4 separate regions of the Mus musculus genome follow, and all the other regions are linked to region 2. A link is a contact called in public promoter capture Hi-C data. All regions are on one chromosome and are shown on one strand. Each heading gives the region's core, a stretch centred on a gene start, on an enhancer-like site or on the middle of the called end of the contact. The rest is flanking DNA. Distances are from core to core; before and after follow the strand shown.

Region 1 (6,390 bases), core at 1,658-4,157, 460 kb before region 2:
ATTTCATCAGAAAAAATTGAAACAAGTGGTACATACCCTACTCTTCGTAGGAAAAGGATAAATATGTCCTACGAGGTGTTTGTTATCATTTAATACATCAAGAATTAACTTTTTAAAAAGCTCCATTAACGATTGAAGTGCTGGGGAAAATGTCTTCCATGTTTTTCTGTCCCCATAGTTTGCTAAATGACAGGAAAACACCCTGCATCCTTTAGTGACATCTGAGTGTGATTCTTTTAGCTTCTGAACTTTTCTTCACATTATTCCCTTTCACTGTCTACTCTGGGATAGATGTTTTGTCTACACAAAGTTCCTGACGTGGCAGTGGCTTCTGCTGGGGACTTTCCGGGCTTGTTTAGTCCACGCCTCCTCGTGTCTAAAGTGACCTTAAGCAGGTAAGGCTTCCTAAATTCCAATTCTCCTGCCCGTCAAATGCAGTTTTTATCTCCCTTGAAGAATTATTATTAAGATTAAAAGGTTATAAAATTTTAAATTGCCCTTAAAACTAACCTATCTATTTCCCCACTAATGTGTTGTTGCAGTTCTCTGCACATCACAGTGGGACACACGAGGAAAAAGTTATTATTGCCTGTGACAGTGACCTTCCCAAAGACACACTTGGCTTGACTGGTCATCCCGCCCTTTTCAACGCTAAGCTGTTCAAAGTTGTAGGTTCCCAGCCAGGTGCTCTAAAGGTGCCCTCCCAGGAGTTTCATCTTGAGAAGTCCCTCTGCCCACTGTACTGTGTGCATGGATCATACTTCGGTTGTGCTTTCTAGATGAGCCCCTCAGGCTGGCTGTGTAGTGTGACAGACAGTCGTGTACCTGAGGCAGGGTTTGATCAGAACTGATGGCTTTTTTTGCTGGATCCAACATGACCTTCGAAGGACAAAATGACAGGGTTCCTGTCCCTGCGACGGGGCCAGTGGATGTCAGCCTCCAAGAGTGTTGATGGCTGCCCTGGGCCTAAGGTTTGATTGTATAATAATGTACACATTTCACACTATGTCCATATTACACATTTCATAGGAATGACCTCTCTGTTAATGTTAATGACTACATGATAATCTGCAAAAAGGTGTGGTTAATGTCTCAGCAAATAATGGTATATACTGGGACCTTCAGGACAGCCCTTAAGGCTGTGGAAAAGAACTCTAAAAACATGAATTCAAAAATATATAATTTATCAATTATGCAAAGAATAAGGATGCAATATGAACTATATGAGGGGCTTCATGAATCTAAAGGAGCAAAGGCAGCCACAGTAATGAGCCTGCTTCTCAGAAAGATACAAAGCCAGGCAGATTCCTGCGTTCAGGGTCAGCCTAGGACACAGCACAGTTAGGCTCAGGTGTGGTAGAAATGGTAATTTCAGGACAAGGTCCCACGCAGCTAGCTCACCATCTGTGCTTACCAGGCAAGCAAACCTCTGAATTCTTTTGCAATGTTTAAAGAGAATATGTGCTTACTGTCTCCGAGGAATTAAGGGGCTGGGATCACGAGATGCTGATTCATGGGATACTGAAGTAAATAACGGGACTGATACGTAAAGTAAAAAGACTGGGCTTATGGCCTGCAGGAGACGAGCTATCCAGAGAATATTTTAGGATAGCAAGAGAGACCTGATTAGAGAACTGTCTCAAGCAGAACACAGAGAGAAAGTCTGGAGGTCTCCAGAGAAATCAGATCAGAGGGAAAGAAAGCAGAACAAAGAGAAAGAGAGCTGGAAAGCTATCTCCAGCAGAACATAGGCTGCCAGATTGGACACAAGTCCTTCCCTCCCCCCTCCCCACCGCTGTTCCCAGACAGCCCTTCCTCAGAACTGCCCCCACCCCCCCCCCCGGGCCAGGCTGACGCCGGTCCTTGGAAGCTTCCTGACATCTTCATGCACATATGTGTCCAGGATACACTCAGTTTCCCTGGACATGGCGCCTAGCCCAGACTCCCAACATTGGTGAGAGATACTTCTGCAGCCTGAGAACCTGCAGGTTGTAAGAGCTGCACAGGCACATGGACATGGACAAGCATCGTCTGTTTACCTCCTCGGAGCCCTGTCTCCTCTGCTATTAACTCCTGATTCAGCCTTCTAGGTCAGTAATGGTTTTAGAGTCACTGTTGCTGTCCATGACCTATCCCAGGCTGGCAGGATAAAAAGTCTATTAATGCTAGTTTCTTTTAATCTTCTATAGTGATAACACACAATTTAGCTCCACTGACACCCTTATAATCTCCTAATATAATCCTAAAGTATATTTTGATGGCACCCCCCTCCCCCCTGTACAAACATACTAAATGTCTGTGATGTTTCAGACTCCGTGGTGAGTGCTCTTAATCCTGATGTATTGTGGTCCCAGGAGATAGCTACAAACATTAATGGCCTCACTGTGCCTAAAACATAATACAGGGAGATCAGACACCTACTTACAAGTCAGGAAACCATGGGGAATGCAGTAATTATAATAAATCATGGTAAATAGACTAATTTCTGTACCATTGCTAGGGAGCATCTCATAGGGGTTGAAATAGAAATAGGAAATTGATGCGTTTGCTATAACCTGCACTTGTTGCAATTCTATAATGACAGGGATTCGGGTCTGTTGATATATGGCCTGCACAATTACCGGGAAAGGCAGAAGACATCTATTTTGAAGCCATATCTATTTCCTTAAGCCAGACTTGAACCAAAAGGAGGTCAGGGTCACCATTTAACGGTCTGCTGGTGGTCCGGTCTGAATCCCTGTAAAATAATCACAAGCAAAATGTATACTCAGCAAGCCAATTAGATGCACAGAAAACCTCGGTGCCTACAGGCAGCATCAGTCAACAGAAAGGGCCCAATTCTGCACAGCACCACTAAAAAATACCCATTGCACAGCCAATGCTTCAAACGCTGAAAGAACAGAATTACAATTGCCACATCCTGCCACACTCTCCTGACTTCTAAACAACCAGCAACCACTTCCTCAACCGTCTAGACATTCGGTCAGTAAAGTGGCTCCATAACCAGCAAGATGCAAGGAGGGTTTTCAGCCCATCAGTTCTAAAGGACAGACTGTTACACTACAGAAATAAGCATTTATTTCTCATTAGCAAAACCGTGTTAATGGTAATGGCTTTTATTTCGTTTAATAAAGATGTGCTTAGCCGGGCGTGGTGGTGCACACCTTTAATCCCAGCACTTGGGAGGCAGAGGCAGGCGGATTTCTGAGTCCAAGGCCAGTCTGGTCTACAGAGTGAGTTTCAGGACAGCCAGGGCTATACAGAGAAACCCTGTCTTGAAAAAACCAAAAATAAAATAAAATAAAATAAAATAAAATAAAATAAAAGATGTGCTTAAGCCTAGTTATACAAACTGAAAATTCACAGACCAAAATGACAATTTCTGTTGCACCAATTTAGAAGAAGTCTTGAATCTGAAGATTCTGAAGAAGGAAGAGTTGACAAGAAGGAAAGTAGAAGCCAATGCAGTTGGCATCTATGCCTTTGGCATGATCTCAGTGGTCTGAGGGCTTCTTTGATCTCAGGTAACTAGATGCTCTAGTTTTGTCTTGTACACTGGTGTCCCAGTCTCAGAGTGGCTCATTTCTAACTGTTAGAAGTTTTAGTGAGAAATATTTTTTTGAATATTTCAGTGTAAATGCTAGAAGCAAGCATGACTACAGGATTGTTATTACTTCCAGGTGCTCCACCCCACCCTGTTGATAGCTAAAAATAAGTATTGAAAGAAATTTAATGTAAATTATATTTTATATATTTTACTAAAATAGCTATATTTAGTATTTGTATTTTTAATTTCCCCTTTTTCTTTCTTCTTTCCAAACACTCCCTTATGCCTCCTCCTTTCTCTCTCAAATGTATGACCTCTTTTCTAATTGACCATTGTGTATACACATATATTCCTAAATGTAATCTACTAAATCTATATAATGCTACCTATATGTCCATTTTCAGGAATGGCTATTTGGTGCTGGATAACCATTAGTGAGTTCTTCCCCAACTCTCAGATTCCTTAGTTGCCTAAAACAGTTGTGTAGGATTGAGGCCTCTTGCTGCTGTCCTTCTTCAGCTCCTCGAGATAAGACTTTATGGGAGTGGCTTCTGAAATTTCTAAGAGACACAATCTTTCCATTCTTCTGGCTCTGACAATCTTCCCACTCCCTCTTCTACACTGATCCCTGAGCCATAGATATGTACTATTTTCTATATGTATTCACTGGGATAGACTCGATTATCCTGCAGTTTGACTGGTTATGGCTTTCCATATTGTTCTCTGTTGCAAAGAGACATTTCCTTGATGAGAGGTGGAGACTGCATTTATCTGTGGGTATAAAGACAAGTAATTATAATATGTTTAGGGATTATGCTGGTTTAGTGAAATGGTAATTGTGCTTCTCCTCCAAGATACAGGACTTCACTACCTCTGTGTAGCTGGCTGCATTTCTAGTACCTGGCATGATTTCTCTCTTGTTGAGTGGGTCTTAAGTCCAATTAAAGTTGTTGGCACCACCAGGGCATGAACACCACCACTTTATCATGAGGTATTTTGCCATACTGGTCATTGCTCTGCCATTTTGGACGAACATTTTTGTCCTTCATATATTCTTGTTGTAAATCCTCTGTCTGACATGTAGGTGGCAAAAAATTATTCTCATTGTGCAGGTTACCTCTTCACTCAATTAACATTGAATAGTCCCTACTGGTGTCTTTATCTTGAAATGTATTCTCTACTTTTTGCTCTGAAGTTCAAAGCTTTAATCTTATAGTGGGTCCTTGATCCATTTGAAGTTGATTTTCAAAGTGAGAGATAATAATCAAGTTTCATTATTCTAGATGCCATCTGCCATCATCCTTTCTTGGAACTATTTGCTAAGTTAGGGTTAGGGTTAGGGTTTGTATATGTGGATATCTGAGGTTTTTATATAAACATAACTATAACAATAATGCCAATAATAATAAATGACAAAAATAAATACTTCTGGTTGTAAATGTGTTACACTTATCATGTGTTGATTTAATCATGATTTTAAAAAATCCCATTAGCAGACATGTTCCTTCTGGTTTGCACCTATGCCTGGGAGTGGAGCCTATGTTTCAATATTCCCCATACCCACACACATCCAGAGAAATCTCCACAACCCTGCCCCACCAGAATTCTGACAAACTTAGGATCTCAAGAGTAGACCCTGTGCTCTGGCTCTCCACACACTCTGCCCACATCCAGAGGCAGGTTGACACCCCCCAGGATTTCTGACATAACACAGGCTCTGAGATCACAGGCTCACAGAAAGGACAGGCTCCAGTCAGAGACAGCAAGGCCAATTAACACCAGAGATAAGGAGATGGTGAGAGGCAAACACAAGAACATAAGCAACAGAAGCCAATGTTGTTTGGCAACATCAGAAACCAGAACTCTCACAACAAGCATCTTTGGATACGCCATCAAATCTGAAAAGCATGACTCAGACCTAAAATCCTATCTCATTAAGATGAAAGAGGACTTTGAGAAGGACATAAATAACTCCCTTAAAGAAATACAGGAGAACACAGTTAAATAAGTAGAAGCCCTTAAAGAGGAAGCACATAAATCTCTTAAAGAAATACAGGAAAACACAATCAAACAGGTGAAGGAAATGAAGAAAACCATCCAGGATCTAAAAATGGAAATAGAAACACTAGCAAAAACACAAAAGGAGACAACCCTGGAGATGTAAAACCTAAGAACGAGAACAGGAACAACAGATGCAAGTATCACCAACAGAATACAAGAGATAGAAGAGAGAATCTCAGGCATAGAAGATACCATAGAAGACACTGATACAACAGTTGAAGAAAGTACAAAAAGCAAAAAGCTCCTATCTCAAAACATTGAAGAAATTCAGGACACGATGAAAAGACCAAGCCTAAGAATAATAGGTATAGAAGAGAGTGAAAATTCGCAACTCAAAGGGCAAGAAAACATCTTCAACAAAATAATAGAAGAGTTCCATCTGCACCTGGGAGCTAAGGCTGTTCCACAGCTCTCCACACACAAATCCCGCCAGGAGAGAACTGGTCTCCCAGGAGTGCTCTCACTCCTAAGCTCAGAGGTGAGATCACCACTTTCACTCCAATAACTGTCCAAAGTAGACCAGCCAGGAGCCCACCCTGTACAGGAATAGTGGAGCACCTGTGGATAGGATCCTTCCAGTCTCTACCTGCATCCAGGAGCTAAGGCTGTTTCACAGCCCTCCACACACAAATCCTACCAGGAGAGAGCTGGTCACCCCAGAAGTGCTGACACACCTCAGATCACAGGCTTACAGGCCCACAGGAAGGACAACAGAGAGAGAGAGAGAGAGAGAAAGAGAGAGAGAGACCAATTAACACCACAGATGACCAGATGGCAAGAGG
Region 2 (6,931 bases), core at 1,513-4,012:
TGAGGTCAAAAGAACTCCAGGATTGGAGCCCAAGCAAGTATCTGTAAGACAATCAGGAGCCTGATCATTTAGGGCCTTAAAAGCTGTTGAGTGTTTTGTTGTTGATATCGAGGACTGTGAGAGCCACAAGCCCACAAAAAGCCAGGGACAACCCTCATAAGCGATGTATATTAGAAAGCTCACTCGGCTAGCACAGGAAGAAAATGCAGTGTCAGACAGAGTGGCAGGGTATCAGGGCAGAAGCTGCTACACTACAAGCCAGCTGTAGAGTAGCTGAGTGACAGCAATGGGGATGGGTAGGGTGGAATGGAGCTTGAAATTACAAAGAAAGATTGAAGTTGGAGGCAGGGGGTTCTGATTTGGGTAAATGAGAGGAAGGAAGGAAAGAAGGAAAGAAGGAAGGAAGGAAGGAAGGAAGGAAGGAAGGAAGGAAGGAAGGAAGGAAGGAAGGAAAATTGTAGTTCAGCCAGTTAGCTTTGAGATGACTGGGGAATATCTAGGTAGAGACAACCAAAGACAGTTCTGCATGGCTTGAGCATGCAGTGCCCAAGTCTTAGATTCGGAAGCCACAGGCATAGAAAGGGTCACTGAAGAGAATTTGAGATGGATGGATGGATGGATGGATGATTCTTGCCACCCCCCTCCCAGGGATATTTGACAAGGAACTCTCCAACCTACGTTTCAAAAGTCCTGAGAATGAGGAAACTTGGAGTTGACGGGAGAGGGAAGACTGAGGTGAAAGCTAGGGTCAAAATCCTGAGAGCAGCAGGCATGTAGGAGGGGAGAAAGGAAGAATAGGGAGCCCAAATGGGAGTCACCCCAGAGAAGCACCCAACTAGAGGACAATGGCTTTAGTGCTAAAGCTGCAAGCCTTTTGGGAGGGCAGGAAGAGGAAGGACAATTGACAAGAATTTTCGGACAAGTCCCTCTGCTCTGTATAACATTATGAAAAACAGGGACAGACTGACTATCGGTGGGCCTGATAGGTAGAGTTCCACATTGAAGGTAGCTTCCTTAGGCTGAGTGTGAACTTGGAGTGAGCGCAACAATGAGCTCTACCCCTCTGTCCCAAATTCCTGTCTTAATAGTTTCCTTCTTTTAGTTCTTTTCTTGTTTTCATTTAGTGTTGGGAGGAACCTAGGGTCTCATCTATACTGGGTTGGAGAAAGAGGTGGGAAGTTTTTATCCCTCTGTCTGTCTCTGTCTCTGTCCTTCTGTCTTTCTATACCCCCTCTCTTCTCATTAGAAAGTTAATCTAATGATCTTTTTTGCTCAGTGTGTGTGGTGCGGGGAGGGGGGCGGTAGACTAGGTTTGGGATTTCACTACCAGAAAAGGCATGAGGTGCCTTTTGGCCACCCCCTTCTGCTTGATATTTTCCTATGGCATTTGGCATCTTTGGGACTTGAGACCTATTCAGTAGGAAAGCAGAATGCCTTTATGGATTGCTCGGGATGAATAGGTACTTTACACAGATCTAAATAGTATCTGATCTCATAGGATCATTAATGTCTTCATAGTGTTTGTCTCTATACCTTACACAATAAGGATGACAAATGCAGTTGTGGTTTTTTTGTTTGTTTGTTTTTTGCTGTTTTTGTTTTGCACAGCTGTTTTAATCCTCAGTCAGATTCACACCTAAGCTAACTTGTGGGCCTCAGCGTTGGAGGGAGAGGCAAAAGAACTTCCTTTAACCCAGGTTTCAAGCTCAACCATACCTTTAAAGATTAACACTCAGAGAACATGTTTTCTTATTGTCAACGATGAGAGCAAGTTTACATCGGAAGTCTTGCTTTCTGATTGGCAGGCATTTGGTGTAAACTTGCAACAGTAACAGCTCTTTTCTGTGAACCAGCATTGATTTTCATGTCTCTTTCTAAAGCAAAGAAGAGGAAAGTAAACATGCACGCTCGCTTTCCAAAGCTAGTGAGTTCTTAGTCAAGTAAAATAACGGGCAATTTAGCAAAGATCACGCTGGTGGATTGGGAAAATCTTTCAGCATGCAGCATCTCAAGTTATCTTTGTTTTCTTCTGTTTTCCAGTCATGTTGGGCTCAGAAATTAGTATTTTAGAGAAAGTAGCGAATAGAGAAACTCCTCCAACACAGAGATGCTCTTGCACCCCTGGGCAGTTCCAAGTTCCTGGAGCAGTCACAAACCAAATGCCTGGTAAAAATCTGAGCCAGAACTAAGTCTAGTGGCCACAAAACAACATCAGTAGCAACAATAGCAAACTCCGCACAACTCAGGGTGGTCTAGGGAAGGCTTATATAAACTGCCAGTGCTAGTTCCAACACCTACTGTGCTAGGCTTTCCCTGATCCACACTGCCCTCATAGCTGAGGCACCTCTCTCGCCCCCTATGGGAAAGGAAAAACAAGTGTTTCGAAATGAAAGGGCAACAACAGGGTCACGTTGCTCCAGTTGCTCCAACTCTGAACTTAGGGAAACTTTAAGGCCGACTTAGCAAAGTCTCCCCTGCACAGGCTTTTATCCAGAGTCCCAAATGGCTGAAAGCAAGATGCTCCTTTTCTTGATCTGAAGAAAAAAGACTAGCTGACGAAAAAAAGGATGGACTTTGGGGGGAAATGCAGAACTATGGCCCTTGGCTGTGGAGCGGCCGAGATGATGTCATCGCTTCTGCAGGAGAGGCTGGGGGTGGAGCAGCGGAGTGGGAGCCGGCTTTGCTCTCGCCGCTGCCAAGGCTGCTGAGCCCACGTCAGGGGACGCGTCTGGATAAATAGGGTTCCACAATGGCCGTGGCCCGCTGCGCTCCGAGCTGCGGGACTCGAGACTGGAGCTTCCCGCGGGGGTCGTTGCTCTGGAGGCTGAGTGCTGGCGCTGCCAGTGCCGGTGCGCCCAGGGGTGATCGACGGCCAACCCCCCAGAACTCCTCATCAGTGCAGACTGGAGCTCCAGCAGGAAAGCTCACTCCACTGCCCCTAGGTAAAGAGATAAGGAGGTCAACGGGGCTGGAAGAAAAGGGTCCTCCCAGCAGAGACTGCAGCCCAGGAGGACAGTGCCATGCTCCGCTCCATCCTGGTGGCGTTATGCCTGTGGCTGCGCCTGGCGCTGGGAGTTCGCGGAGCGCCCTGCGAAGCTGTGCGCATCCCCATGTGCAGGCACATGCCCTGGAACATCACCCGGATGCCCAACCACCTGCACCACAGCACTCAGGAGAACGCCATCCTGGCCATCGAACAGTATGAAGAGCTAGTGGACGTGAACTGCAGCTCTGTGCTGCGCTTCTTCCTTTGTGCCATGTACGCACCCATCTGTACCCTGGAGTTCCTGCACGATCCCATCAAGCCCTGCAAGTCTGTGTGCCAGCGCGCACGTGACGACTGCGAGCCCCTCATGAAGATGTATAACCACAGCTGGCCAGAGAGCCTGGCCTGCGATGAGCTGCCGGTCTATGACCGTGGAGTTTGTATCTCTCCAGAGGCAATAGTCACTGACCTTCCAGAAGGTAAGAGAAGAGGAGGTATCAAGGAGGCCAAGAGATTCTAGGGAACAAACACACTCGCATGAGAAGCAGATGGTGTCTGCTTAGAGCCCACCAGCTCCTGTCCCAGCCTTGGGGGAGGTGAAGGGCCCAGAAGTTTATCTCTCAGGGATTTCTCAGGGGAGAGAAACAGCTCCCTGAAGGACATGGAGAATAAGGTTGTTGGAGAATAACCCATTTAAGTGTCTAATATAAGGTAAATAAAGGAAACAATAGCTTAAGCAAAGAAAGCTGGTGCTTGAGACAGTCCCAGCACGTGGTGGCTAATATGTTCTCATTCCATGCTGACCGGGAGTTCTTTCTCGAAGAGCAATAATAGCTCCGGCTTCCCACCCGGCGGCGTAAAGTTTGTAAATGTAGTCGCCCTGGTTAAACTCCACTCTGTGCCTATGTTGTGGTCACTGAGCAGAGCCCTGTGGCATGTTGGTTAATCTGATCCTGTGTCACTTCCTCCGTTATTTTCTTTTATGCTGTTTTACTGTTACTGTTGGAAGGGACACTACGAATTCATTTCTTGAAATGAAACCTGAGAACATTATTGCATTATTTTATTGAGGCTTCCCCTAAGTCAGATCATCCTCTATTTAAAGAGGCTGCGCCTAGGATATGAGTTAAAGGGGGTGGGCGTGATTTATCAACCTTGCTTTAAACGGTTCTCTTATTTGGAATACTAGAAAAAAAGTTCACATTAGACAACTGCTTCAACTTTGTTAAGCCTGGAAGTTATGCTTAGTACTGTTGACAATGCAGCTGTGGGCTGTTCCTGCACTGCAGTGGGAGGTAGCAGCGTGGAAACAGGCTGGTGGTTCTAACAGAAGACTTGGAACAGCAGTGTCAGGGTGCTCAGGGAAGGGGCGAGGAGACTGCTCCAGGTTAGTGTCATGGATGTTCATTTGCATCAGATTCTGCTTGAGTCAGCAAATTCTTGACTCAAAGACTCTTTTCCTTAGGCCTGAGTTGTAGTGAGAAAGGTAGGTAACAATCACATTATTTTTACTACGGCAATACTGTGTTGGATGTTTGTATTGGCTCGTAGCCTCCAATGGTTCCTATTCCACGTGAATGAGGAGACCCAGGCATTGACTACATCCCTGAGGCCCTGTTTGTGTTTCAGATGTGAAGTGGATAGACATCACACCAGATATGATGGTGCAAGAAAGGTCCTTTGATGCTGACTGTAAACGTCTGAGCCCTGGTGAGTTCTGTCCTCGGGCTTCCTCTGCTCTGTGCGCAGAGTGATGTCCTTTCCCCACTGCCCATGGACTTTGTGTCTCTTTCAGATCGGTGCAAGTGCAAAAAGGTGAAGCCGACCCTGGCAACATACCTGAGCAAAAACTACAGCTATGGTGAGTTTTCTGATAACAGCATTTGCTTTGGGGACTTGGCACAGCAAGGCACTGAAATCGCACGAGACTGGATATAGTAGTCAAGAAGGGGTAATGGATGGGTAATTACATGGTTTCCGGACCACTCAACAACCATAAAGTGTCTTTGCTGGGTTAATGAAAGCAAGCACAAGATAAATAATTCACATAAAAAACTGACCTCAGTGAAAACTGCTATGCACAGAGTGGTCGAGACTGCCGCTCCGTTTCTCAGGTTGTTCCCTTACAGGAAGGACAGGGCTTTGGACCAGGATTTGTTTATCTGAAGACCAGAGGATGAAGATATGACCATGTGCCTTTTTCTTCACCAACAGCTACAGATGCTTAGGCATCCTCTCTTTTACTTGAACAAACCATTTAGTACTTCCTCCAGAGGGAAAAAACAAAGCCCATGCTATTTTAAAAGTTTTGAGTACTTTTAATTCTCTATCATCATTTGGAAATACAATTCTCTTATGTTCTTTAAAGATTTGTACTTGAGATCAGAAATGATTCAATTGCTTGCACTGGCACATATGTGCACACACCCACATGACACATACATACACTATACAAACATATACTTGAAAAGAAGAAAAAACAAATCAAGTGCCTCCTTGGGCTATTTAGTATTTTATTGAATTTCTAAACTTTTAAATTTCTCCTAAAATAACAAGGACAAAAAAGTAACAGGAAAGATATATAGTTTCTTCATCAACTTGGTTTTCATATTTTAACTGATACATGATTTCAGTAGAATATTTAGATTATTTAGAAAGTAGGAGAGATATGGAGCTCTTGGGAAATAACCTGTAGTTAGGTTGTCAAACTTTAGAGTCATGAATAACCAATGTGGATAATTCAATTACAGAAAAAATCTTTTTCTTCCAAATAGGTTATTTTCCTGAAACATGTTCTATGTGGATATTACCTTACTTTGTTCTGCTTAGTGCTTCATCTGCCAGGATCCCCGATAGGTCCAACCAGAGTTTCTCTGCTACTATTATCTCTGGGGTGCCATGCTGATAATGAATTGTTCATTTGGTATGCTTTTGGCTCCTCTTCAAGCAGCTTCTTATGGTGCAATTCAAAACAGTCTTGTTTTGGGGCTGATCTACAACTCCGCTAGAAGCACTAAGTAGTAGCAAGATCCAAATTTGAAACTTAAAACTTGATCAAAGCTGGTGACCTGAGCATCCCCCTGTAATAGTACCTCATCCCTACTCCTTGGAGCTTGTATTGTCGTGCTACCTTAGTGAACTGAGGACAGCAACTTTTAGAGTCCTTGTAGTTGGAATATGTTAATATTGGGTTTCAGGCTGTCCAAATATCTAGAAATGAGCTCAGCCTGAACTATGAGAGGATTTCTGGTGATTAGATAAAAGCCAGCATTCCCTAGGGACCTGGCAGTTATGACTAATGAATTCCTCTGTAAAAAGTAATTCAAACATAGCATGGATGACTGAATGAATAGAAGCTTCACCTTGGCCTCCAAAGCTGGTAATATGCCTACCCTCCAGCCCATCAGAGGGAAAGTAGAAACAGATAAAAATGTTCACAAAATATCTGGTTGATCTATAAGCCCAATTCCAGGCCAACATTGGCCTTCTAATTACCTTTTCATTTTGTGGTGTGATTCATTAATTTGCAGACAATGTTGACAATAAGATGTTTTGTGGGCTTTCTGCCTATACTGGGACTGCTTGAACATGATCTTAATTACAGAAATAACACTTTTTTAAAAAGCTCTGGATTTGGCCCCAAAACACTGTCTCTAGTTTCTTCCAAAGTCTTCCATAACAACACTTACTTGAGTTTTTGATTGCAGTTATTCATGCCAAAATAAAAGCCGTCCAGAGGAGTGGTTGCAATGAGGTCACAACTGTGGTAGATGTAAAAGAGATCTTCAAGTCTTTGTCACCTATCCCTCGAACACAAGTCCCTCTCATCACCAATTCCTCCTGCCAGTGTCCACATATCCTGCCCCATCAAGATGTCCTAATCATGTGTTATGAGTGGCGTTCAAGGTAGGTCACAGGGAGTAGAGGAATTGCATATGAAGTGTG
Region 3 (6,538 bases), core at 3,853-6,352, 480 kb before region 2:
AGTTCACACAAGAGGTTCACTTTTCTGAATCCATGTATTTAATAACAGAGTAAGAATAAAGGAATAAGGTCAGTGCATTTGCATAATAGGAGATTCTCACATGAGACAGGGACATTTCTATGAATATGAATGACAGTTCATCATGTATCCAACGATATAGCTTTGATCCCCAAGATAAAAATTATGATATTTAGAAAAGGTGCTTCATAGAAGACCTTTTATAATTTTTATTTATTTTTATGTGCTTTAGTGTTTTTCCTGCTTGTATGTCTTCATAAGTGTCTCAGATCTTGTAGCTAGAGGCAGTTTGGGTGCTGGGAATTGACTCTGAGTCTTCTGGAAGAGCAGTTTCTTAACTGCTGAGCCATCTCTCCAGCCACATATGGAAGATTATTTTAAGAAACACAGTAGCTGTGACTTTGAGGCAGAGGAGAGGCCTTAGAGAATACCATGATGAGTGCCTGTGTGAGGTCACATTCCCATGCCACATTCGTGATGCCCATGAACCCTGCTATTCTCCACTGCCTACTTCAGAAGTCAGGGCTGGAGAGCCAATGCTTGCAAGAATATGGCTCTCCTGACTTAATACAATGAATAGCACCGAGCTGATTCAGAAAAGGAAAGCACCAGGTGATGCTAACCCCATCAGAAAGCTAGACCAATTTTTGCAATATGTGTCCTGGGTATACTATATAAACTCAGACTTAGCATTCTTTCTCAGTAGTCCTTTTTAGTCTACCTTCAGGTCTGCTATGCCGATATTACTAGAGTCCTATTAAAGGTTAGACTTTAAACCAGTGTGGTCCAAATTTAAAACTTGTGACGGTGCCCCCTTTATTTCATCAGCACACATTTTAAATACTACTGGAAACTTTTTCAATTTTGCTTCATTTAGTAAAGACTCAAAGTCTGATTGTGCCATTCCCCTAGCCAGCAGATGGCTCCATGGGGATTTATGTATTGCTGATCCCCTCTGATCCCCTCATCCCCTAGTGTTCTTTTGGGGGAAACCCCACCTTCATCCCGTTCCCTGAAGGTGATTCAGCTGTGAAGCCTTATCTACACAGATGTGGCGAACATCACAAAGTACAGCCATCGTGATTGTGACTACATGATGGGACACTGTGTTCTTTCTCCATGAGCCAGGCCTCACAGGAGCCCAGGTCTCTTCAGTGTTGTAACAGGTGCTCCCTAAAGCTCAATCCACTGCAATCTGCTTTCATGCAACAGCAGCAGCAGCAACAACAACAACAAACACAATAGCTTATTGAGGAAGATCCACCCACCAATTACCAATATCCTCTAAATAATGGTATATGTTGAAAGACCCACAATGTGAGGGCTCCCCCACATTCTGACTCAGGAGAGGCGACACCCCAAAATCACCCACAAGAAACGGGTCTTGCTGCAAATTGCAAGAGGATTTTTATTCAAGAGCGCTCTCGGGCCCATGGTCATACACCACGCAGGGGTAGAGGACCGTGGCGCCCCGAGTAGCTGGGTAAGGGGGTATTTAAAGGAAGAAACCAGAAACTCAAGGAAGTGGGGAGGGCGTTGTTGGAAGATACCAAAGATACCAGTTAAGAGTCACAAGGAAGTGTAAAGTTACAAGAGTCACAAGGAATACCTGGTAATTGTTAACTCTCAAGACAGCTTCTAAGAGCCTCTAACAATAGCACATTTGCATTGCAGGTTCTGGTAATGGCCAGGGTGACTTTCTTTGAATGAGCACTCTTTGAACCCAGGAAGCGGGTGGGTGGAGGAATGTCGCTATCTCTTTTATGATTAGCATACCTTTACAAAGGCCACATTCCCAAGCCTGGGCCTAAAGGCCTAGAATTCTGTTTTTACGTTGTTATACTTTCAATGTCACCTGTTTCAATGCCATCCACCATACGTGGCTGCAGGGAAAACCAAGGGACACTGAATCCATATCATTGGATGCTCTGAGGAAGAGTGTGCTCTGAATAAGCAGTTTCTGCTGCCCGACTCCTGGAATTTTGTTTATGGCAAAGCAGCTCAGTGCTAGGGCTTTAGCAGTTAAGGAAGAATGATGGAGTGGGCCTGAGGCCTCGTGAAGGTTGTGGAGACACAGGCATAGTGACTTCCCTCTACCTTACAGATCCCTCCCGCAACTGATACTGGCGAGACTGTGGAAACTGCAGTGCCAACTGAGGGTGCCCCGGTGGAGGAAGCAGAGGCAGAGAAGGCAGCCCTCCCTGCTGGAGAAGGAGGAAGTCCAGAGGGAGCCAAAATTGACGGGGAAAGCACGGAGCTTGCAATCAGTGAGAGCCCTCAACCAGTGGAGCCCGAAGCGGGTGCTCCTCAGGTAAGGGTTCCTTGAGGAACTTAGAAGAGCACTGTTTAGAGGGGTCTTTCCTACTTGGCTGGGCAGTAGCTGCCTGTGTGTGGAATGGACTTCCTACACCTGTGGCCGAAACACGGAAGGAGAAAGAAGCTTCAGTCATGATAGAGGGAATAAAGCATAGATGAGTGTAGCCATCCATGGCTGTGGATGAACTGTGTTACCTGGAAGGGGGGCTGGAAATGAAAACGGACAGGGTAAGCCAAGACAAAGTTCTGATCAAGGCTCAAAGTTTAAGATTCCGCACTGTGTTTATATAGGGAAAGCCCACAGACCTCCCCTCCCATCCTTTGTTTCAGCTGGATTGAGTTGCAAAACCCGCTCAGCAGGTGGTCTACTCCTCACACCCCCTGTAGGAAATCGCAAATGCAGTGAGGCCAGATGACTGCAGCTTGGTTGTAAAACATGTGTGGGTTTGTTTAGCCTACTCAAGGCTGGGGGAAGGGCACAGATGAGGAGTGTCTTTGGGTTTCTATTGCTGTGAACAATCACCATGACCACAGCTACTCTTATAAAGGAAAGCATTTAATTGGGGCTGGCTTATAGTTCCGAGGTTTAGTCCATTACAGCTGTCGTGGGAAGTGTGGTGCCATGCGGACATTGGTGCAAGGTGCTGGGGAAGGAGCTGAGAGTTCTACTTCTGGGTCCACAGGCAGCAGAGACAGTGTGCTGCTATGCCTGGTTTGAGCTTCTGAAACCTCTAAGTCCACCTCCCACCATAGTGACACATTTCCTCCAAACATCACATGATGCCACTCTTTATGAGTCCATGGGGGCCATTTTTATTCAGACCACCACAATGAGAAAACCCATAATGGAGAAGGGAAGGAGGAGTGTGATAAAAATGATAGAGCTATTTGAGTGATTGCCCTCCCTACAAAGCCTTTGCTGGGAACTCAGTATAAGTAGTGTCTCTGAATTACTATTATCACTACTTCATGTTTATCATTATTAGAGCATCTCAGATTCCCTAGAGGGCCTCTCTTATAGAAGCTTATCCCAGTTTTCAAGGAAACAGATGAGCACACACAGGAAGTTAGAGGTGGTTCTGTCTCCTCCTGTTGCCCTGCAGCAATCAAAGTCAGTATGTGCCAGGCCACATGGGCGGTCATGAACAACCATGGCAAACCCTCGTAGGACCCTCCCATTTTCCAGGAGTGTGTCTGCTCAAGGATCAAGATAGAATTCCCACTAATTGTTTAGTACTCAAGAGAGACAGTGAAAAAGTCAGGACAAACACAAGGTGTAGGTCTACAGTCTGCAAACTTAGTGGGCTTGGAACTGTGGGTTAGTGGGACAGAGAAAGTGGGTGGCTGGGAGAAGACACTGACCTAGGAGCAAGTACACCTATCATTTTCCAGGCCATGACGCTGTCCATTTCTCTACCCACCAGGTCATCCCTTCTGTTGTCATTGAGCCAGCCTCCAACCATGAAGGAGAAGGAGAACACCAAGAAACTGCTACGGGTACTGAACCGAGGGAGGCCGCTGAGGATGTGGCTGCCCAGGGCTCAGCGGGTGAGAAGCAGGAAGTGGCTACAGAGCCCACGCCTCTGGATTCTCAGGCAACTCTGCCTGCATCTGCAGGTGCTGTGGATGCCTCGCTGTCTGCAGGGGATGCCACTCAGGAACTGCCTCCTGGCTTTCTCTACAAGGTCTTTGTATTGTCACTTCAGGGTCATTGTCATTTGAGTTCTCTTTGCACCTTGTTCTGGTTTTCCAGTGTGTGGGTTCTGTTGTTGTTGTCTTCGTCGTCGTTTTGTGTATTTTTTTTTTTCAAATTTGCTTTCCCTTTACCCTGATTTTTTCCTGGGAAAATGACCCGAAGCCCGTGTTTTAGGCAAGCAAGATCTATGATAGTACTTTTCCATGCCTCCTTCAGAGCTGTGTCTGATTAGCCTGACTCAGACCAGGCCTTTCAAGTCACAGTATGTTTCGTAAGGAGTTGTCAACCAGGCAGGACACAAAGTCATTCAGTCCAAATGCAGAATGAGGGATCAACAAATAGTCCAAAACCAAGTGTCTAAAGGCACTATGGGCCTTCTGTGAAAAGGGAGAAAAAAAGCAAGCAAGCCTCCATCCCTGGGAAGAAAGATTTCCTGGCCAGGGACTAAAGCCTTCTTATCCCTCAATAAAACAACCATAGTAATTGCCCAGAAATGCCAGTTACAGCCAGCCCAGTGGTGTGGCAGATAAGGTCCCAAGAAGAAGCTGATTAGAAATTGTAAGCATTGTTTAACTTGATACTGTATTTCAAAACACAGCCCTTGTTTTGCTTGGTTGGTTCTTTGTTTTGCTGTCCTGATAGCAAAGTCAGTGCCTTGCGCATGCTAAGCAAACAAACACTCTGCTGCTTTGCTTCAAACCTTTGTACTTTTAAATTTAGAGACAGAGCCTTGCTCATTTTGATAGGCAGGTCCTCACCGCGTGACCTTCTGCTTTAGCCTCCCAGACATCTGGGCGATGGGCACAGACCACCGAGCCTGGATGCCTATTTTTCTTTTTAATGTATATAAAATTTGTGTTCATAAGAATGGGATTGAATATCTTTATCTATTTTCTTTGTCCCTTCTTTAGAAGGAAACTGCTACTTTGTACTGGAGGGCATGGGTATAATAAAGGGATTAATGTATGCAAAATATTTGAAAGTACAGGTTAATATTACGGCTACAAACCTGGTTAGTTGTTTAAGCAGTACACATAAAACCCAGGAAATTTGTGCTAGGCAAGGCCGGGGCACAAAGGGCCCATGCTTAGCCTGGCAGTCACTGCAGTGTGACCCAAGGTGCACTTCTCAACCCTTCCCTGGACTTCTGCTCTCATGAATTAATGTTTGAATAACAGTCAGTTATATCTCTAATAGTTTTTATTCTACACAGAAAATACATATTTTAAAAGTAGGCTGCTTCATTTTGAATGTGCAGGTGTTTGTAAGGAATCAACCCAGGAGAAATAAAACTGGCCAGGACTAGAGAGTCCCCATACTGACAGATGGGTATTACATGTTTTAGCCTTCCTGCTTTTCCCATAATGTAAATCTAAAAAAAAAAAAAAAAAAAAAAAAAATATTAAGTGCAAAGGAAAAGCAGGATGCTATGGGATAATTATTGTGATAAGATAGAAAAGGGTGAAAATGTAGTTTTAAAAAGCTATTTGTTTAATTAAATACTAATTCTTATATAGTATACAAGTGGTGGTTTGCCTGGTTTTTCATTACTTAACAAAATAGCTTTTTAGCTTAGCATGTTTAGCTCAACTTAAACAGTCATCAGTTACGATATATAGCTAATGAAAACTAACAAGCTAAAGTTTCAGCTATTGTGTCAATTTGAATTGAATTAATAAATATAGATACAAATGGCCTTGTACAAGTCAGTAAGAAGCAAGGGTGTTAAGCAAATAGAAAGTAACATTTCCAAGTGTTGTGAGGCTTTCTCATCCCCTTGGGGATTGTATTAACCTGGTTCATGATATTAAGTTTATATTATGATACAAAAATGCTGGATTCTAGGTCTTTCGAAAGACAAGTGCTCTATTTAGCCTACAGTGGGAAGGCAAAGGACACTGTCAGTGTCTCTGCTCTGGCTGCGTGCAGATGCTATCTCGTGAGAAGGAAAGGTCACATGACACAGAAAGCCAGAGTAAGGAAAATCTCCCTCTCCCGTTTTCTTCTTGGAGAATAACCAGGGCCCTTTGAGAAACCTGCTAATTCTTTTGAGGACATCACCTCAGTGGCCTGGCACTACAGTCCTTGTCTTGATGTTCTCCGTGCCTCTTACTACCCACTCCCACAAATGAATCTCTGCTGCAGACCACACCCCATCCATGGCAGGACTGCAATAAGTATCTTCATCTTGTGTACTCAGAGAAACTTCTAGCAATGTCTGTGTAATCTTATTCAGAAATATGATGTTCCCCTTTCCTTCCTTCCTTCCTTCCTTCCTTCCTTCCTTCCTTCCTTCCTTCCTTCCTTCCTTCCTTCCTTTCTTTGCTTCTTTCTTTTATTTTGGGCAGAGTCTCACTGTGTAGCCTACAGCCCTTGCTTGTCTGCAGCTCACTAGTTAGCTCAAGCTGGCTTGCAGTCATGGCTAGTGTCCTGCCTCAGACTCCTGGGTGCAGGGGTTACAGGTAGAGTCAACACACTCAGCCTCTCTAAAATTACCGGATTCCTTTT
Region 4 (7,146 bases), core at 1,827-4,326, 320 kb before region 2:
TATGGTTTTATAACATAATAAGTTCAATATATCAAATGATTGGTTATATTTGTCTTGGTATAATTAATTTGGCCCAACGTATTAGAAATATGAAAGGGGCATGAAGAGATATCAAGGATCATGAAAAATGTTTCCCTTTTACATTGTTTTGAGTGTAAAATGTCTTTCTATGGTGTGTCCTGCTGTTTCCTAGATATTGTACCTTGGAAAACAAAAGTCCCAGGAAAGCATTGCTATCAATTTCCTGCATATTTAGTCGTGTCAATTAAAAGGAACTAGTTCACTTCACTCCAGTCAGAATGGCTAAGATCAAAAATTCAGGTGACAGCAGATGCTGGCGAGGATGTGGAGAAAGAGGAACACTCCTGCATTGTTGGTGGAATTGCAAGCTTGTACAACTACGCTGGAAATCAGTCTGGCGGTTCCTCAGAAAATTGGACATAGTACTACCCGAGGATCCAGCAATACCTCTCCTGGGCATACATATATCCAGAAGATGCCCCAACTGGTAAGAAGGACACATGCTCCACTATGTTCATAGCAGCCTTATTTATACTAGCCAGAAGCTGGAAAGAACCCAGATGCCCCTCAACAGGGGAATGGATACAGAAAATGTGGTACATTTACACAATGGAGTACTACTCAGCTATTAAAAAGAATGAATTTATGAAATTCCTAGGCAAATGGATGGACCTGGAGGGCATCATCCTGAGTGAGGTAACCCAATCACAAAGGAACTCGCGCAATATGTACTCACTGATAAGTGGATATTAGCCCAGAAACTTAGAATACCCAAGATATAAGATACAATTTGCTAAACGCATGAAATTCAAGAAGAACAAAGACCAAAGTGTGGACACTTTGCACCTTCTTAGAAATGGGAACAAAACACCCATGGAAGGAGTTACGAAGACAAAATTTGGAGCTGTGACGAAAGGATGGACCATCTAGTGATTGCCATATGCAGGGATCCATCCAATAATCAGCTTCCAAACGCTGTCACCATTGCATACACTAGCAAGATTTTGCTGAAAGGACCTAGATATAGCTGTCTCTTGTGAGACTATGCCGGGGCCTAGCAAACACAGAAGTGGATGATCACAGTCAGCTATTGGATGGATCACACGGCCCCCAATGGAGGAGCTAGAGAAATTACCCAAGGAACTAAAGGGAACTGCAACCCTATAGGTGGAACAACAATATGAACTAACCAGTACCCCGGAGCTCTTGTCTCTAGCTGCATATGTATCAAAAGATGGCCTAGTCGGCCATCACTGCAAAGAGAGGCCCATTGGACTTGCAAACTTTATATGCCCCAGTACAGGGGAACCCCAGGGCCAAAAAGGGGGAGTGGGAGGGTAGGGGATTGGGGGTGGGGTGGGTATGGAGGACTTTTGGGATAGCATTGAAAATGTAAACGAGGAAAATACCTAATAAAAAATATATTAAAAAAATAAAAATAAGTAAAAAATAAATAAAAAAATAAAAGGAACTAGTTTACATCATGAAAGGTATACATTTTTCCAAAGGTGAATATTCACCTTCTGCTTCCCAGAGAAGTAGACCAGGAGTCCCTTGTCACTGTCTGTGTTGTCCTAGGACAGGTAACTGCACATAGCAGCGAGTGATGCTGATAGTTTGGGTGGAAACAGTTTCTATACAGATCCAGTCCTGCATCTGTGCAGCTCTGAGAGTATGCCTACCTCAGCAGTGCCATTGGAGGCTAGCAGGGAGACTGAGGTGAAGCCAAGGGTTTTCATGCTAAGAAATGATGGAGGGAACTCTCCCCAATGTTTGTTCTCGGGACAGGACCTTAGGCATTAGATGGTTCAAACTCTGATAATTTCCTGTCTCAGTAATAAAGGTCCATGTACTCTGAACCATCAGCTAGGGTTAAGAAAGGCTTTATCACAACGATTTAAGCTGAGTTGACAGCTTGTTCCCTAAAATTATGGAAAGACAGTAGATGAAGCCAGTTCTCTGAATAAGCATCCAACCCAGTGTAGAAGTTAGTCCTAATTACAGACAGGATTATCACAGTATCTGATTCAAATGTGTCATGTTTTAATACACTGAAAACTTGGCTCAAATGTTCCATTTATACTAATAGTTATTTTGGAACTGGAAAAATAAGGCCAAGTGCCCAATGCCTACTTTGTACCTAGCCTGTGCAACAAAGCTTAGGGATATTTTGTCTCTGTGTTCATATTTCTGAACATTTATTTTCTGATGCTAGTCTGTTGTGTACTTGTAATTCTGTTAATATTTTCAGTTAAGCCTTTCTCAGAGGACTCTGATACCATTTTCCTCCTGGGGTGGATGCTCCTCAGTGAATGGCAAGTAGCACAGCTGTCCTTGGTTATCTATTTCTGTGACATCCTATAGCACATTGCTCTTGCTCACTTCATTCTCCTATGCTACTTTGTTCAGGACACAGCTTTGTTCCTTTTTTAAATCCACTTAGAAAATGAAGCAAAAGCTACTTGAACACTTATATCAAGTGCTAGAGAAAAAACTTCTGATGGAATGATAACATGATACGGGGACACATCTCTCCTTTTCTGTTCCTTTCTTGGGTCCAGTGTCTACGCAGCTCCGGGAAGCAGATTCCATGCTCAGCTGAGCATGATGAGAAGCAACCATAGCAAGCCCAGTGTCTGTCATCACAGATGCTGTTTCGGGACCACTTCCAGTACAGGAGGTTTTCTGTCTAATAGCTGTGGTCTTTCGAAAGCGAGCAAAAACTGGCTGTGGTTTAACTGCGCCTATGTAGTCTTCTAACGCCTTAGCAACATTTTGTGCTGCCCCAAACAGAGGAGGTTTGACTTTAACCATTTTCCAGGAAGCAACTACATAGACAGAGAAGATAACCAAAAGGAGCTTGAGAAAGTAAAACTGAGTTGAGCCACAGCAAAGCCTTTCTATCTCTCTGTCCCCAGCACTTGCTGAGGCTTTGGGCTGCCAGGTGGACTCCAGCAGGAAGATGCTATGAGGCTTTACACCACAAGAGACATGTCTGCTGCAATTGACCAATGATATCAGCCACACAAGACTCCTGCCTATTGTCAGTTCCCAGCCAGTCATGGCATCTGTTTCCTAGTGCTGACATAGCCATGAATCTGTTTAGAGGCCAGGAACAGGGCCTGGAGAGGTCGAGCCAGTTCAGGAGCATAAGGAAGTAGATCTAAATTCAATTTCATCTTTTTTAATACTAAGAATTTCTCTGTGTGTGTGCATGTATGTATGTATGTATGTATGTATGTATATATGTATGTATGTATGGCCTAAATGCTGCACATTCTCTCAGTCCTTCCTCACAGCACCTCTTTCCCTCCCTCCCTTCTCCTCTGAGAAGGTGAGACCTCCTTAGGTATCCCCCAACCCTGGTGCATCAAGTCTCTGCAGGACTGGGATACATCCTCTCGCTTGAAGCTCAGTCAAGGCAACCCTGTTGGGGAATGGATACTACAGTCAGGCTGTAGCTTTAGGGGAGAGTCTCTGCTCTAGTTACTGGGGGACCCACATGAAGACTGAACTGCATGTCTGCTGCATATGTGCCAGCCCATGTATGCACTTTTGTTGGTGGCTCATTCTCTGAGAGGTCCCAGGTGTCTAGCTTAGTTGACTTTGTTAGTCTTTGTATAGTGTTCCTATCCCCTTTAGGGCCTTCAATCCTTCCCCCAAGTCTTCCATAAGAGTCCCCAAAGTCCATCCAATGTTTGGCTGTTCGTATCTGCATCTGTCAGCTGCTAGGTAGAGCCTCTCAGAGGGCAGCCACGCTAGACTCCTGTCAGCAAGCATAATGGAGTATCATTAGTAGTGTCAGAGCTTGGCGCTTGCCCATGTGATGGGTCTCAAGAAGGGCTTGATTTTGGTTGGCTTTCCTCCAGTCTCTGCTCCATCCTTGTCCGTCCGTATATTTCTTTTTTAACAGGACAAATTTTGTGTTGAAAATCTTGTGAGTGGGCTTGTGTCCTTATCCCTCAACTGGGGATCTTACCTTGCTACAGAAGGTGGCCTCTTCAGGTTCCATGTTCTCACTGCTAGGCATCTTTGGTAAGGTCACCTGCATTTTCTCCTGGGAACCTCCCCCATCCCAGGTCTCTGGGACTTCCTAGATTTTCTCTCCCCCCCCCCCCAACCCCTAGCAGATGTAGATTTCCATTCATTCTCCTGATCTTCTGGGCCTCTCTCTTGTCTCTCCCAACATCTGATCCTGCCTCCCCTTTCCTGTTCCCTTCCCCTCTCCCACTCAGGTCCCTCTGCTATTACACCTTTCTCTGCTACACTTTCAAAATAAATGATTTCCTTGTTTTTAATAGGTGTATAGTATTCCATTATGTAAATGAACCACACTCTCTGTATCCATTATTTGTTTAAGAGACATCTGGGCTGCTTTAAGTTTCTGACTATAACAGATAAGGCTGCGATGAACATATAGTGGAGTAACATGTCCTTATAATTTTGGGGAACATCTTTGGGGTATATGCCCAATAGTTGAGTCTTCAGGTAGAACTATTTCCAATTTTCTAAGAAATTGCCAGATAGCTTTCCAGAGCAGTTGTGCAAGTTTGCAGTGCCACCAGCAGTGGAGGAGTGTTTGTGTTCCTCCTATTTCACATCCTTGCCAGCATGTGCTGTCGATTGTGTGAGAATGTGGAGGTAATTCATTGTCTTAAGCCTGGATATTCTTGTTGTTTTCCATGGGAAACTCTGCTTGGCTTCACAGAAATGAGTTGATTGTGCAAAAACCCACATTTTAAGTTAAACATATGAGTAAAGAGGTCACTTCCTTCATCCATTTTGAGCACAAGAGCGAAAGGAGGTTTGCTTGAAGAATAGACTGTTTCCACCCTACAAACCTACACTATACTAGGTAAGAGCAGAGATGTTGACACAAACCAGTTGAGGGTAATACCTTGTAATTCCCGTGGGGTTTCAGGAGAGTCCACATTACTCCTAGCCATAGCTTCCCCTGTACAGAACACAGAAATTCTGTGTATCTCACTGTTTGTGATATGTACCTAAGATAATGCATAATCCACTACCTGGAAAATACCACACCAGTGATTTCCATCATTGCTTCATGCAGATATCAACCATTCGATTTGTAACTTTGAATGCAAACCTGAAATCACTTAATTTCATGAATTGTTCTAAAGATGCATAAATTTTAATGTGGGACTAAAACATTAAATAATAATATGATGTGTATTTCAAAAGACAGTAGAAAAGATTTTGAATGTCCTTGTGGCATAGAGATAATGAATGGATGTTTTAGGAAAAAATTATGATTATCCCAATATAAAGAATACTCAATATATGTATGGACTCAGACATTATATATGATTTTATAAACATGTACATTTTTTGTTATTCTAAAAGAGAAACTGATATAGTCAAGAAAATCTAGACGAAGTAGCCAGAATTCTGTGAAATGTGGTTTCATGTTCAGGGTTCTCCCAACAAATTGTATGGTTACCTGCATAAGGCTGTAATACTTGTTTGTGTTGACAAAAAAGTCATGGAGCAAAGAGATTGCATAACCTCCTTTTTGCATCAGAAATTACCCAGATTTCCAGAATATTCTCTAAGTGATTCAGTCTATGGATGAACTTGAATCTCGGGATGCTACTCACATCTACCCAGCATCACTATGAAGGATTCTACAATGCCCGAGGCTCACAGCCTACTTTGTTATTGCTCTCTATGGAAGAACAGTTTTAAACCAAATCAAATGTTCAATGGGAAGCACTGTGGCTGTTCTAGTTACAGCAAGTGGAACAATTACAGTTATTCTAAAGTAGAAGTGGAAGGATGGGGGAGTAAGAATGACAAGCCAGTGGCATAGAGTAATCCTGGGGAATAAACAGATGAACTCACAAGACTTTAAGGAAATCATCACTATCTTAAGGAAGCAATGGGTGCTTTTATATGTTGTGGGTTTTTTGATTGACTATCTCTAAAAGATAGGATATGGGCTGCATCAATGTACAAATTCAGTCTGTGTCTTTCTGTGCCCTCTCCCTCCATATATTGTAGATCAAAGAAATCTGGCTTTAAATCATGAATGCTTCTTCAAAAAGCAATCTTGGTAGTGAGATCAACTCTCTAATCTGTGAACTGTGGGCCATAATTGTATCTGTCTTAAAGGGCTGTTGGATGATCAGGGGTTGCTTGATGTATAGTACAGTATATGGTATTATAGTACTTTTCCATCCTTTCCATGTTGAAGAATAGAAATCAGTATCAGTGTCTCTCTCTCTCTCTCTCTCTCTCTCTCTCTCTCTCTCTCTCTGTGTGTGTGTGTGTGTGTGTGTATGTGTGTGTGTGTGTGTGTGTGTGTGTGTGTGTGTGTGTGTTCCATTCTCTTTAAGGCAGAGTCAAGGGCTTATAACAGGACTCTCAAGGGCTTGTTTGCACTTGTTGTTGCTAATTCACTAAAGATACACAATTCTAGGGGATGGAATATTATAACTTCATCTTATAGAGTGAAGCTGTGCTTCAGGGAGTTTAGTACCTGAGGTCACTCGCCTTCATCACCTTTTCCTTTCTAGAATTCTGGTAGCACTCAGGGGACAGTCTGAGGGTCAAAAAGCATGGTGCTGTGAAATAAAGGCACAGAGCTGAGCACAAAGAGCATGAGTCATGTTAGACATTTGTTCATTGATATTTCAATTGCCAGTGGCTCCTCCCATAACCACTGTCCTAAGAAATGTCATGACCACAGATTCAGAACCAAGCTTAGGAATATGTTTTTAGACTCTTGTTACTGTCACCGAATACCATGACAATTGTCATGTCATAACTTTCAACGTTATTAAATGAAAGTAAAGACTGACAAAAGTATTCTAATTTTTTAAAAAATTTATTGTCAATAATGTGAAATACAAGGCACAGAATCAAACAGTAAAGAAGGCTCTTCAGGTTGTCTAGAGTGGGGGTCTTCATGGAGTTAGCTGGTTCAAGAGCAACAAGGGCCATGGGTAAAAGCTGTAGGCTATGGGTACTAGAATTTTAATGTTTCAGGCTTCTGGGGGAGGGGACTTCTGGAGTGGATGGAATCAGGAAGAAGGTGAGTTCAGTTTAAAAAAAGTTGCTGAAATTGCATACAAAAGTTCAGAAAATGTTTATGCAACATGAGTG

What was found. Promoter capture Hi-C pulls out the DNA fragments that hold promoters and counts their contacts.
Region 1: a promoter capture Hi-C map of pre-B cells shows a contact between it and region 2, with 4 times the contacts expected there. The contact joins the enhancer-like site here to the promoter of Sfrp4 in region 2. A contact is called at or near these places in 11 of 39 promoter capture datasets (the C10 cell line, Sertoli cells, cranial neural crest and 7 more), 33 of 484 Hi-C or Micro-C datasets (B cells, the Ba/F3 cell line, the G1E-ER4 cell line and 25 more), 14 of 115 datasets of contacts at active chromatin or transcription factors (the 230-238 cell line, T-cell acute lymphoblastic leukemia, astrocytes and 6 more) and 2 of 9 other capture datasets (adipose tissue and liver).
Region 3: a promoter capture Hi-C map of liver shows a contact between it and region 2, with 2.2 times the contacts expected there. The contact joins the enhancer-like site here to the promoter of Sfrp4 in region 2. A contact is called at or near these places in 5 of 39 promoter capture datasets (the C10 cell line, cranial neural crest, hematopoietic stem and progenitor cells and 2 more), 1 of 484 Hi-C or Micro-C datasets (DN3 thymocytes), 1 of 115 datasets of contacts at active chromatin or transcription factors (embryonic stem cells) and 2 of 9 other capture datasets (adipose tissue and liver).
Region 4: a contact with region 2 is called in a promoter capture Hi-C map of pre-B cells, with 3 times the contacts expected there. The contact joins the enhancer-like site here to the promoter of Sfrp4 in region 2. A contact is called at or near these places in 5 of 39 promoter capture datasets (3T3-L1-derived adipocytes, the C10 cell line, the HPC-7 cell line and 2 more), 2 of 115 datasets of contacts at active chromatin or transcription factors (the 230-238 cell line and neural tube) and 1 of 9 other capture datasets (liver).

Annotation. Positions count from the first base shown.
Region 1 is chr13:19,159,389-19,165,778 of GRCm38.p6, forward strand. All of the region lies in intron 3 of Gm31887 (a long non-coding RNA gene), which reads right to left. Among named protein-coding and RNA genes, the nearest start is that of Gm31887, 31 kb to the right of the region's middle. Within about 2 kb of position 2,908, at least 29 of the 459 cell types and tissues checked have an H3K27ac peak or open chromatin away from gene starts, as enhancers often do. A contact at or near this core is called in the 230-238 cell line, cerebellar granule neurons, cerebellum and 1 more, where this site is marked.
Region 2 is chr13:19,620,413-19,627,343 of GRCm38.p6, forward strand. Sfrp4 (secreted frizzled-related protein 4) reads left to right here and starts at 2,763. Exons shown (of 6, transcript NM_016687.3): 1 at 2,763-3,465; 2 at 4,616-4,696; 3 at 4,782-4,847; 4 at 6,694-6,892. The coding sequence starts at 3,021.
Region 3 is chr13:19,135,414-19,141,951 of GRCm38.p6, forward strand. It overlaps Amph (amphiphysin), which reads left to right. Exons shown (of 21, transcript NM_175007.2): 18 at 2,123-2,329; 19 at 3,759-4,019. Among named protein-coding and RNA genes, the nearest start is that of Gm31887, 55 kb to the right of the region's middle. Within about 2 kb of position 5,103, at least 41 of the 459 cell types and tissues checked have an H3K27ac peak or open chromatin away from gene starts, as enhancers often do. A contact at or near this core is called in DN3 thymocytes and liver, where this site is marked.
Region 4 is chr13:19,297,800-19,304,945 of GRCm38.p6, forward strand. It overlaps Tcrg. Among named protein-coding and RNA genes, the nearest start is that of Stard3nl, 94 kb to the right of the region's middle. RefSeq lists an enhancer at 2,702-3,009. Within about 2 kb of position 3,077, at least 31 of the 459 cell types and tissues checked have an H3K27ac peak or open chromatin away from gene starts, as enhancers often do. A contact at or near this core is called in the 230-238 cell line and pre-B cells, where this site is marked.